Linked DNA regions of Mus musculus: region 2 is linked to region 1. Evidence: chromatin contacts called from public promoter capture Hi-C data. All regions are on one chromosome and are shown on one strand. Each heading gives the region's core, a stretch centred on a gene start, on an enhancer-like site or on the middle of the called end of the contact. The rest is flanking DNA. Distances are from core to core; before and after follow the strand shown.

What was found. Promoter capture Hi-C pulls out the DNA fragments that hold promoters and counts their contacts.
Region 2: a promoter capture Hi-C map of embryonic stem cells shows a contact between it and region 1, with 20 read pairs. The contact joins the promoter of Ercc5 here to the enhancer-like site in region 1. A contact is called at or near these places in 8 of 39 promoter capture datasets (the 3T3-L1 cell line, 3T3-L1-derived adipocytes, the C10 cell line and 4 more), 10 of 484 Hi-C or Micro-C datasets (the Ba/F3 cell line, CD4 T cells, DN3 thymocytes and 6 more) and 3 of 9 other capture datasets (adipose tissue, liver and macrophages).

Annotation. Positions count from the first base shown.
Region 1 is chr1:43,897,596-43,903,959 of GRCm38.p6, forward strand. It overlaps the pseudogene Gm8241 and the pseudogene Gm26352. Among named protein-coding and RNA genes, the nearest start is that of Tpp2, 33 kb to the right of the region's middle. Within about 2 kb of position 1,911, at least 35 of the 459 cell types and tissues checked have an H3K27ac peak or open chromatin away from gene starts, as enhancers often do. A contact at or near this core is called in embryonic stem cells and regulatory T cells, where this site is marked.
Region 2 is chr1:44,145,284-44,151,839 of GRCm38.p6, forward strand. It overlaps Ercc5 (excision repair cross-complementing rodent repair deficiency, complementation group 5), which reads left to right and starts at 2,461. Exons shown (of 15, transcript NM_011729.2): 1 at 2,461-2,867. The coding sequence starts at 2,780.

The DNA of each region.
Region 1 (6,364 bases), core at 661-3,160:
ATGCACCAAACAAGACCCAAGTCTCTCTGACACCGAAAGTAAACTCCAAAAACCTCCCAGTCATCTGTAGGAAAGGCCCACAGCCTGTCATTCGTCCAGAGGACATGCCCACAACCTTTCTATCATTCATAGTAAAAGTAAACAGCCTTTCAATTATCCACACAATACACCCACCGGCTGTCAGTCAGACTATCATCCTTAGTAAAGGAACACAGCCTGTCAGTCATCCACAGACAATGCCCACCGCCCTGCAATCATCCTCAAAACAAGGCCACAGCCTGTCAGACATGAACAGGACAAAGCCAAAGCCTGTCTGTCGTCAAAAGTAAATTCTCACAGCCTGTTAGTCATCCACAGGAAAAGGCCAAATCCTGACAGTTATCTATAGTAAATGCACACAGCCTGTCAATCATCCATAGAACACAGTCACAGTCTGTTGATCATCCACAGGAAAGGCCCACAACCTGTCAGTCATTCATAGGAAACCCCGATAGCGTGTCATCCATCCATCCATAGAAAACATCAACAGGCCCTCCGCGGCTCACCGCTTCCCAACAGCCCGCGACTGTCGAAGCCAGGCAGCATTGGGGATTAGTGCGGAAAGCCAGGGTGGTGACCAGCGCAGCGGCTCCGTCATTGGGCGAGGAGCCTGAGGTGCATAAGGACACCACAACCTGTGGCCCCCCGCAGAGGAGGGCGATGGAGTCCAAGATGCCAAGCGGAAGGAGCCCGCCAAGTCCCTCCTCATCAAAGTCATCTCCATGGGCAACGCAGAAGTGGGGAAAAGCTGCATTATAAAGCGCTACTGTGAGAAGAGATTTGTGTCTAAGTACCTGTCAACCATTGGGATTGACTATGGAGTCCCAAAGGTCCAAGTCAGAGACAGAGAAATCAAAGTTAACATCTTTGACATGGCTGGATACCCCTTCTTTTTTGAGGTCCGAAATGAATGTTACAAGGACACACAAGGTGTGATACTGGTCTATGACGTTGGGCAGAAAGACGCATTTGATGCCCTTGATTCATGGCTGACAGAAAAGAAGCAGGAGCTTGGGCCGCACGGGAACGTGGACAACATTGTCTTTGTTGTATGTGCCAACATGATCGACTGACTGCTCCAAACACTGCTGCATCGATGAAAGTGAGGGGCGTCTCTGGACTGAAAGCAAAGGTACTTTGAAACATCAGCACAAACTGGCGAGGGAATCAAAGAGATGTTCCAGACCTTTTACATGTCCATAGTTGACTTGTGTGAAAATGGCGGGAAGCATCCTACGGCAAATAGCAGTGCTAGTTTCACCAAAGAACAAGCAGACACCATTCGCAGAACCTGAAATAGTTAAGGTCAGCTGGGAGATGCTGGGAGTCAGACCTGGGGCCTCAAGGGAGGAAGTTAATAAGGTCTACCGGAAGTTGGCTGTGCTGCTTCACCCGGACAAGTGCGTAGCACCTGGCAGTGAAGATGCCTTCAAAGCGTTGTGAAGGCTCAGACAGCCCTCCTAAAAAGCATCAAATAGAGGCAGAGGAAACTGCAAAGGAGCTCAAGTGCAAACAGACTCCCCTTGAGCCACCAGGGGGAGACAAACCAGTGCTAAGAGAGAGAGGCAGTGCCAGCCACAGGAGCTGGAGAACCTGAGGCTCATCCCAGGTCTTTGCTGTGCCCTAGAAATAGTTGCTAGTATCAAGCAGCAAGGAATGCTGTGTCCCTGGGAATGAGGGGCCCGACACCAGAACAGAAGCTCTTAGAGGGTGCATTGTAGGTTACTCGGGAGTGTGCGCTCAGTCACCCCGTACAGACGGAAAGGCCAGCTCGGGCCTTTCCTGAGCTCAGGCATGTTGGGCAGTAGGAGGGGCCCTGCATGAGACTCGTCCCTGCATCAGTCCTCACTACGGGTGGTGGGAGAGGCAGGGGGGTCCTCTTCCACAAGCCGATTTCTTTCTCATGTAAATCTGCTTCTCCTCTCACTCCACTCTTTGTTACATCCCGCATCTGCGACTGCCTTTCTTCTTGAATTCCTGGCATTGCCCTGGGCGCAGTTGACTTGAAATAAGTAGGATCCATTTGGGGCACAGCGGGACGTCTTGGGTCTGTGTGAGACAGAATCCCTACAGTTTCTGCTTGGACTCCAAATTTCTGAATAGTATTTTAAAACTACAAGTATGAAAACTCATGTTGCATAGAGAAGCCTTCCTCGTGCCTGGTCCACAGGAGCTGATGGAGTTGATGGAGCTGGACTCATGGCAGCCTTAGGGGAGAAGGCTCGTTACTCGACTCCTGTGATCCCTCTGAACTGTGGTATTCTTATTTTGAGCTGCAGCCATCTGTGTTACCCCCGACTTGAAGGATGACTTTTAAATACCTATCCCATAATGGTTGCCGGATAACATCTCTCCTCGTGCCTAAGAAGACGAGCTCTTGTCTTCCTGTCTAAACCCTTGCAGTCCTCTGGGTTTTTCCTTTCTCCATAGTGGTCTCACTTTGCATGGCTGTGCTGTACGCAGCTGCTCTGAGATTTAAAATGTTGTTCTTAGTGAACTCAGATCTATATAAAAAGATAAAGAGATCTGGTATATGGCTTTATGGCTTGAATTAGCTTCTGATTGAACTCCACCACCTCGTGCAGAACGTACCTGATTATCCAACTGTTCTTGGAACAGAAACTGGGAATCATGAGGATGAGGGATTGTGTGTGGTGCTGTCAGCCTGAGTGTGGGGCCCAGTCTGCGCCTCATTCAACAACAGGGACAGGTGAACAGTTACAGCAGGGCGCTTTAGTGTCCCATTCTGATCCCTCAGGTCCCTTGCTGATTCTTAGATCTTGAGACTTTATTCCTGACATCTTAGTTACTAACGTTCAGGGTGGCTGCATAGTATTTATTTATTTATTTATTTATTTATGTAATAGTAATGAAATGAAGAAGTGAAGCCTCAGGGTCCCAGAAATTTTCTGATTTCTGTAATCCATCAGCAGAGAATTAGGAAACAACAGAGCATAACTCAGGATAAAAAGCATTCTGAACCCTGGCTTCGTGATCCAGTACAGACCTCTGCATTTGTTTAAATTCCTGATGCAGGCGTGTGCTTTGTCCTTCGACATTTTGAAAACTATTTGCACAGTTAAGATCTTAGAACATCAACAGGAGTCGCAAATCAGTCATTTCAGCGGCTGAAAAGTTTTTATAATGAACCTTGCCCCCCCCCCCCAAAAAAAAGAGGGATAAAATATTTGAACAACTGTTATTTTAAAAAGCTGTGTCCTTTTCCATCTGAGTCACTAACCGGTGTCACCTCTTCGCCTTGTTGGAACTCCCTGGAGGCATTTCAGAGTCGGTCTTCCAGCCTTCGCAAGCACTTTAGAGCATCCTCCCCTTGGTGTCTGTGTCCTCTTGTGTCTCCCTGGGAACTGCTAGTCTTCACTCTCAGTATCTTACTAAGCAGTGCTTCTTTATTTTTCCATTTAAATGTGTCTGTGGCTCTACCAGCCTGTTAACTTACGAGTCCAGATGCTGAGGATAAGGCTGCTGTCCTTCTGTACGCTGTACACCATTCTTTAAGGCTTGTGTTTACCTCAGGAAACATATTCTAGTATCTTCTCACTGATTGAAATCTCAAGTGATAAATACTTCTTTATACCTGCAAAATGGTACCTGATTCTGTCTTAGTTCAGTGAGCCATAGGTCAGGCAGCTAGGTGGTTAGGTGGCTAAATGGCTTAAAGGTTGTCAGAGTAGAACAAGGAGCTCCTGACAGCACTGAGTCAGGGACAAATGGAGGGAAGACAGAGGGATTGCCACCTGAAGCTAGGAAGCAAGGAACCGGCATATCGCCTCTAGTGATTTACAGTGCTTCCTTCCAGGTCAGTTCAGTAGGTCCTATAAGGTTCTCTCACGCTGCCACCCATGGAGCTAAGTCCCCAGCGTTTTTTGTAAACCTTTTGAAGATGAATTTAGTCGCAAAATTAAGCTAAGCAATTTCCACTTCAGGCTTTGCAAGCAAAAAGCTATTGATCCTTCTCATCCTGGTGCTGAGCAGTTTTAGACCTGGTTAGTGCCCCTTGGACACTGATTGCTCCATTAACCGTCCCTGGGGAGGATGGATGTGCTTACTTGTGGTATGGGCAGGCAGTGGGTCTGTGTCTTAACACACAGTGCGGTGCTGGGCAGTCTGGAGAAGGCCCTTGGTGAAAGGCTGTTACTGAAGAGTTGGACAGTTTGGGTTAGCTCCCTGCACTGGTGCTGACCGCTCCCTGCACATCCTTTCCCTCGACTGTGAAAGCTCGTACAAGGTAATTTACATATTTGCTTTCTGTTGAAATAACTGTAAGGGTTAAATCTACCAGTTGTTTATGTCTTGTATACAGAGTGTCTTATACCTCATCTCAATTGCTCCATACAGTATCCACATTTCAGTTCCAATTAATATTTGGCATCTGTGTTGATATCTAGGAAACACAACTGCCCCATGAGGAATCATGACATCCTATGACCTGTCCAAAATGCAAAAGTGGTATGCAAACCTACCTCTCAAATTAAAAAATGTGAATCCAGTTTGCTGTCAAACTCTTAAAATGTATCATGATAGCCAATGAAATTGGAACACTACTCTAGGCTGCTTGGGAGAGGCCTTCAATATTGAATCTATTATTCCAACACAGCTATTATTTTGGAGATGTCCTTCTTAACATGGTGTTAAGGTGTGTCTCTGTATTTTAAATTGTTAGTTCTATACTGGCAGAGAGCTAAGTGCCAGTAGGATTTGCTATTGTAATTTCTATGATCCATCACCTGGTTTTCAATTTTGTAAATGTTTGTCCTTTCTCAGTTGCCTAAAGGCTATTTAAGATTTACCAAGTGTTGTCTCACTGCCGATTGGTTCTAAGAAAGAGCTGAGGACTGATAGCTGGGGCAGGAAATATGAAGATAAAATTTCCAGGCAAAGAGTATACCATAGGGGAAGGCAAGCTGAAGGAAGAAATTTGAAAGCAAGGAAGAAAGGGAACTGATACTGACTTCAGAGGGGCCAGGAGGTATAGAGCTAGCCATGTGGTGGGTTGTTGGCTAGAACAGTCAGGTTAAGTTTAAACAGTAGCAGAAGGCCTAAGCTTTAAACTGTATTAAAAGTATTCATGTCATTATTTAGACCACTAGTGGGCCCAAGAAAGTCCAGCATTACATTATTTTAGCCTAGGATAAACTTTTTCATGTCCATTCTTCTTATCACATAGTATAAACTCTTATCTAGCATGAACTCAAGCATGGCTAGTGCAAATCCTGATTAGGAATAATTTCTCACTCAATTAACAAAGTATCACTAGAACATTAAAAAAAAAAGGATTATTTCATTTCAGGTTTGGCTGCTTTGTCACTTTTGTGTCAGTAGGTGGCAGAGAGGACACATGCTATGTCTACTTTCAGTGTTCTGACCTATGAACATCTGAATGATTAGTAGCCTAAAATCCCTGGAAAAAAGTAAGCCTGAGATCAAAGACCGGTCTATCACCAGGGTTCCCAGACAGAGAGCTAGACTGTGGTCACCACTAGTCTGGCGCCATGCAGGCCTGAATGTTCAGACCATGCCAGAGTTGACGCCTACACAGTACATGAGTGGGGCATAGCACACCTGAGACCAATTCTGAGATGACTCCAAGTACTCAGCGACCCAGACCATCACTAAGAGGAGAAAGTAAGTCACGGAGAATGGAAGAGAAAGAGAAACAGAAGGATATGGGCACAGTGATTAGACAGAGAGAGAGAGAGAGAGAGAACTGGAGACTCAAGAATAGTGAGGACCAACCTCATGTGAGTAGTAGGTGATGCTACATGAGGCCATGTGGGGTCCTGGCCTAGGCTACCACCAGGGATCACATCAGCTCTTTCTAACTCTGTGAAGAACTGAGTTGGAATTTTGATGGGGATTGCATTGAATCTGTAGATTGCTTTTGATAAGATAGCCATTTTTACTATTTTAATCCTGCCAATCCATGAGCATGGGAGATCTTTCCATCTTCAGAATTCTTCTTTGATTTCTTTCTTCAGGAATTTGAAGGTCTTGTCATTTACATCTTTCACTTGCTTGGTTAGAGTCACACCAAAATATTTTATATTATTTGTGTCTATTGTGAAGGGTGTTGTTTCCCTAATTTCTTTCTCAACCTTCTTATCCTTTGAGTAGAGGAAGGCTACTGATTTGCTTGAGTTAATTTTATATCCAGTCACTTTGCTGAAGTTGTTTATCAGCTGTAGGAGTTCTCTGGGTGAATTTTGTGGGTCCCTTATGTATACTATCATATCATCTGCAAATAGTGTTATCTTGACTTCCTCCCTTCCAATTTGTGTCCCTTTGATCTCTTTTTGTTGTCTAATTG
Region 2 (6,556 bases), core at 1,211-3,710, 250 kb after region 1:
GCATGGTATTTATAATAGTAGTTGAAAAGCTATTTAAATGCTTGCTATAATTATTATTTTGAAAATGTGTTCTTAATTGATTAGTCTGTTATCAGCATGGCAACCTGCAGGCAGGCATGGCACTGGAGAAGGAGCTGAGAGTCCTACATCCTGATCGGAAGGCAGCCAGGAGAGGACAGTCTTCCACAGGCATCCAGGAAGAAGGTTCTTTTCCACACGAGGAGGAGCTTGAGAATAGGACCTCAAAGCTCACCCCTGGTGATGAACTTCCTCTGACAAGGGCACACCTCCTAAGAGTACCACTTCCCATGGGCCAAGTATTTTGAAACCACCACATTTATAGAACCTGTTAATCCTTTATGCACTACTACAGTTACAGGGGTATATCCCATCATAGAAAGCAGGTATAGCAACTGAAGTGTTTCTCAAGTTGCTTTGTTACAGCCATGGAGTGAGCCTAGGCAACCACTCCAGAACCTATGGCATTATTTAACTCAGTTTCACTCTTAGCATTTCTACCCTGCCAATCTTTCACTTAAAAAAAAAAATAAAGACAAAACAAAAGCCCTGATCTCTATGCCATCACTTTCTAGGTGCTTTCATAGGAAAATCAGAACAGCACCCCAGCTGTTGGTGGTAGTGACGTGTGCCAGCTAAAACTGAGGTTTGCATTGGTGGAGCATCTTGCCTACGTTTATAGAGATTCTTAGTTTGCTAGAGCTTTCATAATAAAGTACTCAGGTTGCTTAAAAACAAGTTTGTTTTTGTTTCGTTTTTTTTTTCCCTCACAGTTACATAGACCAAGACAAGGTCTGGCACATTTGGTTTCTTATCTTTTGGACTTGAAGCTGGTCACCCTTTTTGTCCTCCCATGGCCTTTCCTGTATTTGTGGGCATACTTTATGATGTTCCCACTCCTTCTTATTAGTATAACCGTTATACTGGATTAGAGGCCACCCTGATAGTCTCTCTGTATATCAATGGTGAGGTAGAAATCACATCCATGGACTTAGACGTATCTTCATGTTTGTGATCTATTACTGACCATGACTCTGTCAGACACAGAAATGGTTTTGTTAAGTTCTGGTTCATGTGCCCTTAGGTGCCTAATGGCCTTATTGTTTTGACAATCATTTTCTAAAAATCACTTTGAATACAGGCACATTGTGCAGTACTTATATTCAACACGTGAATTTTGAATTCTACATGGATACTGACCTGAATACATAGTAATTCCGCGGTCCAGCCAAGATCTGAACTATCATCTGCATGACCTCTACTCCAAATATTTTCCACAGGATGCAAAATGTCCTGGGGAGCATCAGACCTGAGACTTGAGAGGTCACTTAAGCAACATTGACGAACTCCCGCTATGCACTACTAAGGAAGGGGTGTAACACTCATCAAGATTGATACCAGTTTCAACATGTTTACAGTCTACTGCTGGAAGTGATAAAAATTAAACAGGCAATTAAATTGCCTTCAGTAAAATACGACTTTACTAAAATGCAAAAGTCCGTAATTTTACACATTGAGGGAATGCTAAACTGTAAACCACCTGTTTGGACATAGATACGTTTTTGCTAAAATTTGACTTCTGATAGACTTCAGCTGTAAATGAATTTTTTTCCCCAGAAATTATCTACTTCTATCCCTTCCTTTTTTTTTTTTTTCTTAGACAAGGCCATGTGAGTCTTGAGCTTGTGATATTCCTGCCCATCTCCCAGATATTTGTGCCACCATGTCGGGCTATCTATTGTTTCTTATCAATCTTTTTACTGGGTTTGAATAATTACAATACCGTCCATCAAAATTGAGCCATTGTATGCTAAGTGCTTTGCCCATATTCACTCTGCTCGGTAAAAGATTGTTCTTTTGTACTGCTTACAGATGACGGAGAAGAAATTCTGAAGAAACGTAATCTCCACAGAGCTAACTCTATAGTAAGGCCTCAAAGGGCTGCATTCGATTTAGAATGTGCATATCGTGTCTTTTCCTGGCTCTACTCTGCCCCAAGTCATTTTTCCCAATTGTGGAACTCAAAGTTTCAGATGCTGGAGGAAATTCAAAGTTAAGCACTGCGTTGTACTGCCATCCAGTTACTGCACGTTGTGAAAATATTTGCCTTCACCAAAGTCAAGATGCTCATCTTTCCGTTCTTTTCTTGTCGAACCCAATACTTGGCGCCAAATCGGCAAAGCTGGGGAGGCAATGGGGAGACTGATACTGAAAATGCACAAAGGAGACCTCACTCCATTAAGAAAGCCAATATGTGCAAACACTTTTTGCGCCTAACAGTCAGCCGAACAGAGGCACAGATTCAAAACCGAATCGCCACACACACTGACTTCGGGAGTGCTCGGGCGTGGGATTTACGTGTCAAGTGTCAACGCGGGAATCCCAACCCTCGCGTTCACTTGGAAGCCAAGAGGTTTCATCGTTTGGTCAGCGGGAGAAATCACTCGCGACCGGAGGAAGGCTCGGCGCTGGCGTCACCGGTGCTGCTTCTCAGTACTTTTAGGCGTGCCAGTACTGGGGCTGAAACCTTTCTGCTCCTCCCACCACATTTAAATTCCGCTGTTCTTTCGGGAGACCGGGTCCGCTCCGGAAGTGCGTCAGCGCCGTGTTCCTCCTTCAAGCCCTGGTGACAGCGGGTTCCAGGCGGAGAGCGGTGGGCTCTGCGTGAGTTGGTGGCGCTGCGTGCTGGTGCGGGGCGCGTCCTTTATCCTAACGGGAAACAAAGGCCCCGCGAGCCCGGCCGAGAGAGAGCGCCTGCGCCATGGGAGTGCAGGGGCTGTGGAAGCTGCTGGAGTGCTCGGGCCACCGGGTCAGCCCGGAGGCGCTGGAGGGCAAGGTGCTGGCCGTGGGTATCCTTCAAGGCGGCTCCGGAGCGCCGGATGAGCGCCTGCTCGGCGACTGGGCTTCGTCCGGGACTTGGTGCTGGGGGTCGATTGGGTGTCTGTCTATCTAGAGTGCAGGCCTGCGCTCCTTAGGCCGGCCCATTTTGTGCCCCCTATGCTTTAGTTCTCACAGCAGAGTGGCTACAGAGTTGTCGCGGAGAATAAGGAGATTTAAATGATAAAATTTGGTATAGCGTCAGGCTCCGTAGTACTGTACATCTGAGAAGTCATTCTGTCAGAGTAGAGGGGGGGAAAAAAAAGAAGAGTTCCGAACCCTCCCACCCTCCTTTTTGAATAGTTACCTCTTGTTTGTTGGAATAAAAAAAGTTCATACGGTGTATAGTGAATTAGTTTCCTCCAGCTTCTGTGATGGGTGTGTGCATTTTAGTTTTGTGTCATTGGAGTTTTGTTTTTCTCCCACTTTGAAAATGTGATACCAATTTTGAAGTTTTGTTTACGTTTATCTGTTCCACGGCCCGTTTCACAGTGCCTCTTTTATCTTAGAAGGTACTTTTACATAGTTTTCTTAATGAAAACTAGAAATTCCTGTAAATAGTTGCTGAATGTGCGTACATGCCTGGACGTGTGTCCGTAGGTGGTGGCATGCCATGCCATTCTGTAAACTATGTCAGTTCTTCACGATGTGCCCAGCTTATAATTAATGGAGAACTTGCAGTTTTGAAAAATCACATTTTATGCCAAATACATCAATGACAAAAATTAAAAATTTGTCTTACAAGTCTTTGCACAGGGTACCATAAACCCTAGTGGTTTCTCGGCGTCACTGCTGTTTAAGGATTTCTTCATTATTTATGATGGAAGAACAATTTTTAGTGAGGGGGTTCTTAAATTCTCATCAAAGGGTTTTAGTAGTGGTAGAGCACTTTCTTAGTATGTATGATAAACCAGAGTTCCATTCACATCTTTGTGAGAAAGTATTGCTGACAACACCATCAAGGAGTTACGTTATTTTCTCTTCCAGCCCTTATAAACAATTAGGAAGTTAAGCATCCTAGCATTCAGGGTTGTCAAATGAAAAGTAATCCATGTAGATTATTCATAAATGGCTGTGTTCCATTTGGGGTGTGAAGTTATGTTTATGAGGTTATTAAGCTCTTCTGAAATAATGGATCGTTTAAAGAAAATCGTGAGGGATTTTGCCTACACTCACATGTAATCTGGTTACTTCTGTAATTTAATTTTCTGTGTTTCATCATGAGAATTCTGATATCTGAAATTTAGGTGTTAGAAATTTATTCGGTTTGCTAATAAATAAATCATCCACAATTATCTCAGGTTTGTAATTTACATACTTTTCCAAATAAACTGTTTGGGTTTTAGACCATGTGAATAGCTGAGTGTATTATTTAAACAGTTTATGTCTGTGTCAAAAAAATGTTAGGAAATAACAGATTAGTTTTTCCTCATTATTGACCTTAACATCTGTTAGTGCATTGGCAGTATTAAGCAGATAGTACCCTCACTGGACACATGAACAACATGGATTAACTTAGTCTCCAGTCACCTAATTCCAGGACTAAGGAAAATTCCCATTTATTTTCAGATGTTATTGGTTCTTTGAGTTTAAATTCTAAAGCAAGTTTTGACTTTGCCTTTGCTTCATTCTTTAATTCTTCTAACCCTTGAGGAGTTTAGTTTTGCCACATTTGTGTTGAAGCTTGACTAATCAAACTGTGTAAATTCTTTCAGCCTATCTGATTTTATCTGTTTTTTTTTTTGTTTTTTGTTTTTTGTTTTTTTTTAACTAAGAGTTTCATGTTGGAACTCTCGGCCTTCCATGAGAAGTGGTAAGCTGTGGTTAATTTAAATGTGAAAAGGAATTATTTCAGTGTGATTTAGTGTTTTAGGAACATGGGGTTTAATCTTTTCTCAGAAGCTGTAGGCCCTAGACTCATATATATGAGTTAAGAGGTATCTTAACTCTGAAATTGAGTTTTCTCAATTCTAAAGTCAAAAGTGATTGATTGTATAGACACTTTTGATGGCAGTGTAGCAAGCAGAAATGGACCAAGTATGAGTAGCTGTCCAGAGTAGAACTGAGACTGCAGAAGGCTTGCTCTAAGCTGGATCCTGGACCTGATCACTCATGTCTGAGACCTACCATCACTATCATCTCCTTTCATGTGGGCTGCTGGAACATTCTTTTTTTTTTTTTTTTGTTATATGGATTTTCATACTTCTTCTTTCTTGTATTAGATATTTTCTTTATATACATTTCAAATGCTATCCTGAAAGTTCCCTATACCCTCCCCTACTGCTGTAACATTCTTAAAACTACTCTCCTTGCAGTTGATTTTTACATGTCTCCTAAGGCCCGAAGTCATTCTGGAAACTGCTCAGATGTGTATATTGTATATCAGCTTCCATACCCAAGTGCCCCACCCCTGCGCCCACCACAGGGAACTGTGTAGACGTGGCTCTGCCCTAGGCGTTTGTATTTGCTGCGTCTCGTCTCCCTTCTGTAACTAGAGTGCTAAACTCATAACTACTCTCCTGACCTATTATTTCTTGGCACTTAATGTGTCAATTCTTTTAGGATATGTGCATCTCAGACATAGGGGTGCATTTGTCTTGCTCACAAATACAATGTTTAATGTATCTCCGTAGGGTCTTGGATTTACTTTTACATGGGAGCTCTTTAACATATAGGGATGGAGATACACACACACACACACACACACACACACACACACACACACACACACATATTGTCAACTTGGCATGGCATGAGAGTCATCAAGAGTCAATTGAGAAAATTCCTTTGGAAGACCAAGCAAGACTATAGGGCTTTTCCTAATTAGCCATTAATGGGAGAGGGCCCAGCCAATTGTGGATGGTGCCACCCCTGGGCTTGTGTCCTGGGTTCTATAAGCAGGCAAGCTGAGTAAGCCATGAGGAGCAAGCAGCTAAGCAGCTCCTGTACCCAAGTTCCTGCTCTCTTGGAGTCGCTGCCTTGATTTTCCTCAGTGATGGACTGTGATGTGGATGTGTAAGCCAAATAAACTCCCCAGTTTGCTTTTGGTTATGGTGTTTTATCATAGCAAGTAGAAATCCTAAGATATTGGCTTAAAACACAAAATACACTAGCAACTTTTGCAGTAGTAAATGAATAACTGTACATTAATTTTTATTTATTTATTTTCCCTTAATTTTTTTATTATTTAAATGCATTTTATACATCAACCATATTAATAATATTGAGTATTTTTATAATACATAAAAATGTTCAACTTTTATATTCATATCCTTTCAAACCCTAACAATATCATTAATGAATACTTAATACTATCCATAACTGAGGATCCTATTAAATACTAAATTGTTTCAAAGCATACAAAATATTCTTTGGGAGTTAAGCATGGTAAAAGAGCATAAAATATTGAAAATGAATCATTAAGAAATATATTCAAAAGCCCTTATTTGATACCACCTGACATAGTGAGAGAGTATTTAAACTGCATTATATATCTGTATACATTGTCTAACAGTCAGTTTATTTAAAAAAGATTATCTATTTTTCTAGGAGAGAAATTATTTTATCAGTATATTTTAAAATTTTCAAACTAGCAAAAACCCTTTGAAGTTAAACATTAAAAAATGCCAATTTCAAGCACAGTGAGAAAAGTTATCAACAA